2 separate regions of the Hordeum vulgare genome follow, and region 1 is linked to region 2. The links are chromatin contacts, called in public Hi-C maps. All regions are on one chromosome and are shown on one strand. Each heading gives the region's core, a stretch centred on a gene start, on an enhancer-like site or on the middle of the called end of the contact. The rest is flanking DNA. Distances are from core to core; before and after follow the strand shown. Region 1 holds the start of LOC123444801 (bZIP transcription factor 12-like). Region 2 holds the start of LOC123444798 (sterol 3-beta-glucosyltransferase UGT80B1).

Evidence for each region. Hi-C and Micro-C count contacts between places; a contact is called where the count stands out from the background.
Region 1: a Hi-C map of leaf shows a contact between it and region 2, with 5 times the contacts expected there. The contact joins the promoter of LOC123444801 here to the promoter of LOC123444798 in region 2. A contact is called at or near these places in 3 of 6 Hi-C or Micro-C datasets (leaf and seedling) and 1 of 1 datasets of contacts at active chromatin or transcription factors (embryo).

What each region holds. Positions count from the first base shown.
Region 1 is chr3H:538,124,116-538,127,183 of MorexV3_pseudomolecules_assembly, forward strand. It overlaps LOC123444801 (bZIP transcription factor 12-like), which reads left to right and starts at 1,377. Exons shown (of 4, transcript XM_045121649.1): 1 at 1,377-2,162; 2 at 2,287-2,358; 3 at 2,567-2,596. The coding sequence starts at 1,608.
Region 2 is chr3H:537,906,637-537,909,652 of MorexV3_pseudomolecules_assembly, forward strand. It overlaps LOC123444798 (sterol 3-beta-glucosyltransferase UGT80B1), which reads right to left and starts at 1,481. Exons shown (of 14, transcript XM_045121646.1): 1 at 964-1,481; 2 at 1-97. The coding sequence starts at 1,174.

The sequences.
Region 1 (3,068 bases), core at 127-2,626, 220 kb after region 2:
ACGTACTCTCCGTTCTCGACCGACAAAAATAAGCGCGTAGGTATGAGTTCGGCTCGGCTCATTCCCGCAACCTGCGTTCTGATGAGGCGTGGCGAGGCAGGCGACAGAGGAGGAGTGCGCAAGGGCCTCTTCTCTTCTCATGCTTCAATAGCATGTAGAATAGAGACCCTTATAAAGGGGTCCAACTCCCCCTCCGCTAGCAAGGTGGGACTAAACTTCCCACCACTCCTTATCATTGCCACCACCTACATGGGCCCTTAGAGATTTCTGAAATTGTCTCATGGGCCTAAGGCCCATCACAGATTTCAACACTATATGTATTTATAGTGGTATACTACTTGCTTTGATTTCTAAGTGTGAGATAGACATGGTGATGTTGATAGGAATAATATCTGAACTCTGCGATGACGACAACCTTGACCCTGAGCAAGGTTTGATCTATAAAAAACAATTAGTTAGCATCATGTGATAGTTTACACTAGAACAGGAAAATGATGAGGCCCTTGAACTGAAATTAGATGTGAACTGAATTAGGAAGGAGATTAGGAGAATAGAATTAGGAACGTGGTGATGGGAGAAGGCCGACCTGAATTAGGAGCGCGATGATGGACGAAGGCAGACCTGTAGGCTGCAGTGCGGCGTTTAGGCGACGGCGGTGAGCTAGGGTTGGGAGCCTGCAAAATCGCTGCAGATTATACAACCTTTTTGATTTATTTCTTTACGTGAAGGAGGAAGAGGCCATCGCTAATCAAGGCGTACATGTCGCTCGACCCAAGCGTGTACAGTTCCACCCTGTTCTAATGCCTACTCACCTAATCATGTCGTTGTTTCTAATCATGATGCTACTGTGTGACGGAATCGTACCGCTGGAACTGAAAGGCCTCGCATGTATATACATACCTGGCTGGGGGCCCCTAGTTTTGGGGGGGGGGGGGGAGGTGTTTGCCCCGTGCCCCTAGGGCCGGCCCTGCCTTCATTGAACTCCAAAAGACTTCATCAATAAATATATCGATTCAGTATTTCAAAGATACTCATATGAATAAAGTATACGTGAATGAATTCATAAAAATAAGTGTACGTGCATATTATACATTTGTATCCCGTTAAAAAAGTACATACAAATGAGACACGGAACGGCCTCAGAGAGAGGAGCCCGCGCAGTCGATCCCAGCTTATCCTCACCCTGTTTACCCTGGGGCACCCACAGTGTACGTCACCTGCCCAGCGGGGCCAGGTCAGAAAAAGGCAAGGGGAAGCAATCCAACGGGCCTGCCGGCGCGCCCGATCGGACGGCGGTCAAATCAAACCCCGAACCCGCGCGAAAGCGCGGTCAATCATTGGGCAATCGACGGCTATAAACCCCCCGCCCCATCTTCCCCGCCGATACGATCACATCGCGCCGGTCAGTGGTCACTCGCGCCGTAATCACGCGCACCTTCCGTAACACTCGGCCGAGGAGGGGAAGCCACGAGAAGCCGAGAGCACGCGCGCGACGCCAACCAACCGGACCAACCACCGCCCCGCGCTGCTCCGACGGGGACGGGACGGAGCTGAACCGTGAGGCGCGGCCGCGGCGATGGCCTGGAGGAGGGCCTAGGCGCGGCCGCATGGCGTCGTCGAGGGTGATGGCGTCGTCGAAGCCGTCGCACACGGCGTCGGATCTCGCGCGCTTCGCGCAGGCCGCGGGGAGGCCCGGCGGCGGGGGCGGCAGCGGGCTGGGGTCCATGAACGTGGAGGAGCTGCTCCGCGGCATCTACGGCGACGCCCCCACGCCTGCGCCCGACCGGCCGGCGTCGCCCCCCGTCCCGCCGCCCCCGGCGGCTGTCACCGCGCGGCGGACGGCGGACGAGGTGTGGAGGGAGATCACCGGCGGCAGCGGCGGGGAGGAGGAGGCCTCCGCCGGCGGGGCCGCGGAGATGACGCTGGAGGACTTCCTGGCGAGGGAGGACGGCGCCGTCGTCAGGGCCCCCGGCCCTTCTTCCGCGGCGCCGGAGGAGCACGCGGCGACGCCGACGACGGGGTTTATCGGCGGGGCGCGGGGCGGCGGCGTGAGGGGGAGGAAGCGGCAGCTCCTGGACCCCATGGACCGCGCCGCGATGCAGCGGCAGAAGCGGATGATCAAGAACCGCGAGTCGGCGGCGAGGTCGCGAGAGAGGAAGCAGGTGGGCGGTACAAACTCGTTACGTACTGCCTTTTACCTCTTTACAGGCATCGAAAGCTCCTTCTGAAGTCTTGATCAAGTGAATTTAACTGAGTGGTTTGGCGGTAATATTTTTGGTTGGTCAGGCCTACATAGCCGAGCTCGAGTCGTTGGTCACGCAGCTCGAAGAGGAGAACGCCCACCTGTCCAAAGAACAGGTATTGCTCCCTCCCACTTGTCCTCTCGTGGTTTGAGGCCGAATATATATGTGACGGAGCTGTTTCTTCAAGTTCTGAGTTTTCTTTTACTTTTTGAGAAAGACAAGCTGTATTTTCAAAGATCTTGCATTGCATGTTCGTCTCAACGGATGTGTGTTCTTACAGTTTTAGCAAACTCTGATGGTGATATGTTTTATGTGTGTTCCAGGAGGAGGCAAACCAGAGACGGCTTAAAGAGGTGTGTTTAATTTAAACTGCCAAAGCGTCTTATATTTGTGTGAACAGAGGGTGCATTTCTTTGTTTGCCACATAATAATATGCCACACGATTGAAGTTATTAGGATTTCATTTGCTAACTGCTCACTTCGTTTTTAAATATAAATCTTTCTAGAAATTTTACTACAAACTACATAAGAAGTGAAATGAGTGAATCTACATTTTAAAATATATTTATATACATCCGTATATAATCCGTTGTGAAAGATCTAGAAAGACCTATATTTAAGAACGAAGGAAGTATAATTTTTATAAGATCAGCCTGCTAACACAAAACACAATCCATCTTGTTGAAGTAGCTAGACTACCCTTCTGGCCTTCTTCTATGACCTTCTTTACTCTAGAAATTGCAACCTTCTGAACATTTGAATACTTTCCACCACTTGGTGGGTCAGCGGTTCGCGGTGTTTTATCAAATATTTTCAAAAAGCATA
Region 2 (3,016 bases), core at 231-2,730:
CATTTAAGCAACCTATCAGAGTATGATCTTACAAAAGCATGATCTTGTCCTCTAAAACGACCAGAAGTTGCAGTTGTGGATTTACTATGCCCGAATCCTGTAGAAATCCAGAACAACGCTATAAACAATGATGTTTCAGAGAAAAAATGCACATACAGAATAAGGTAATTGTGCTGTACACGTTAACATTTCTGTTGTTCTATTAGTTGATTTTCCAGATTTTTTTTAACAAGCGAAAATGACTTAATTCTGAATAGAGAGCAAAGTGGCGTCATCAGTCGACCCAACTGATACAATTGGGAACTACTCCCTCCATCCCATAATATAAGAGCATGTTTGACACAGTGTAGTGTCAAAAACGCTCTAATATTATGGGACGGAGAGAGTAAATTGCAACACTAACATTGAGAATTTGAGTTCTCTCAAAAAAAAAAACATTGACCGTTTGAGACAGATGATTTCTACATGGTGTTCCGTACAGTTCCATTCAAAACACGATTATTCCTTTTAGGAGGAACTGAAATCACTATAGCTTGATAAAGAAAGAACATGACTAGGATGAACCACAGAAATCAAAATCAAAATATTGTAATGATAACCAGTCCACTAGTTCTCCACAGCAGGAGCAAAATTATAAGGCCTAGCGCAGCTACCAGCTACACTCAACACTACGGTTTACACCTTGGGCTGAACTCTTCCACTTCAATATTTCGAGGTTACCTTGACTAAAAGCATAAAGGCAGGCCCCTTTTTTCATACTATAACGTAAACCACCCAATCCGTCAGACATTTACATTGTCAGTGATACTGAACTCGACGACACCAAAGGCAAGGTTTGCCTTTCTGAATATAAACCCCCTGACGTCTCAAATTCAGAACACAGGTGTATTGCTGAATCCTTACAGATCATGCGCCCACCAGGGACCAGGCACAGAACAAAAAAAAAAAAAACTCGAGGCGAACCTTCACGACGCGAGGAGGGGAACCCATCGGCGTCGACCGATCCGGAGAACCTCTCGTCCATGGAGCTCAGCACGAACTCCCTCGTCCCCTCGGCGAAGGAGGAGGAAGACGAGGACGAGGCGCCCGCCCCGTCCCGGCCCCCTCTCCTCCTCCGAAGGTCGCCGCTCCCGCTCCCCTCTCCGGCCACCGACGTTTCGCTGTTGCGCCCCATACCCCCCGCCCGCGTGGACGACGACGGCGGGGTTGACCCGACCGGGCCGGGGGGGATGCTGTGCTACTGGCGCCCGCGACGCCGCGTTCGCATTGGCCGCGCCGCGTGGAAGGCGAGAGCTTCGAGGCCCTCGTGGGAGTGTGGGCGCGGCGCGAGGTGAGGGGCGGAGAGGGACGTGCAGGCGTGCAGCTACGAGGCTGCCGTGCCGGCTCGCTCCAGAGAGAGAAGGGTGAGGTGGAGGTGGAGGTGGAGGTGGACTCGCTGGCGTTTGGTGCGGGAACGACGAGGGGAGGTGGAGCCCCGTGCGAGATGCCGCTTCCGCTGGTGTGGGCGAGTCAATGGCCTCCTGGCCGACTGGAAGCTGGCAACGTGGTCGTGGGCCCAAGCAGGCCAGAAGACCGTAGCGGCTGTGGCCTGTGAGGAAGCTTTGGAGATAAATATCCAAAAAATAGGGAAACATTTAAGATCGATCTAATTACATTGAGGTATGTGAAATGAGTTTAAAAAAGCATTCATGCATATAGAAGTAGTACAACGAAATATTAATTAGCTATTAGGAGTAAATGCAATGCGCCTTAAACCTTGTCTATTATGGAAATGCACGTAAATTTAACTGTGCCTTCTAAACCGTGACGGAGGTAGTACCACAGTCCGCGGCGTCGCTGGTAAACTATGAAACGCCGGTCCACTCTGCGTTGCCGGCCACAACGGCAACGCCAGACTACTGCGCGTTTTCGACCACAACCGCAACGTCAAGCAGCCTAGCGTTTCTACGGCCTATATCTGTTTCGGCCCGCCCCACCACCCACCCATCCACCCGCTCTTCCTCCTCTCCTCCCTGCGAACAAAGGTGAAAAACGCCTCTCTCCTCCTCCCGACCCCCCCCCCTTCGATCTTCCTCCTCCCTCAACCATTTTTGCGAATCTTTGGGGCAAATCGAAGAGGCCGGTAAGCTCCTTCAATCCCTCCAATCACTTCTTGCAATAACTTTGTATTTTTTTGAGCTTTTTATGGCACTAGGTGCAACCTAGGTTTTCTAGTAAAACAAATTTTGGTGATGATTTAGTTGTCTAGTATCATATGATTTAGTAGTACGGATGAGGGTTGGCCAAGAATGAGTGCATTGCGAATCATGATGTAAATTTGTGTATTTTTTATAGTTGCAAGTGTGATGGTGAATGCATATCCTAAAAGTATTTGTTTATATTATTTAGGATGTTTCAGCCGGATAAATATCCGAGCCTTGATGATTTCTATGAGCAGAAGCATCGTGCGGTGCTAGTGGAAAGAGGGGAGGTAATTATCCTGGTCTTGATGATTATCTTTCTATATTGGTTGATTTTCATATTGTGACAAGTTGTGAGAAGTAATAAATTATGTGTTTGTTTGTTTAGGTTCCTCCACTACTTCGGTTGAGGGGGCACAACCCGAATGAATCTCTCTTATATGACCCTCGGTACGAGCCTTATTTTAGAAGAATGGATCTTCTTTAGTTTGTGCTCAACTTTAAAGGCACACCACCATGGTTGAGCACCACATCCCTTACCACCCTTACGGACCGTTGGAAGCCTGAGACGCACTCTTTTCACCTTGCTCTTGGTGAGATGACCATAACTTTGGAGGATATTGATATGATCACCGGGCTTTCGATCGAGGGCAGGGCTCTTACTAGGAAGGTTAGGTCTGATGGATGGCGACAACGGGTTGCAGCATTGGTTGGTGTTGAACATGAGTCGTGGACTCATGAAACCAGGAAGGATCCTAGGCCATCCGACGTGTTGTTCTCGTGGATACAGGAACATTTTCGCAAGTGCCCAAAGGGTGCTAGTACGGATGTTGTGG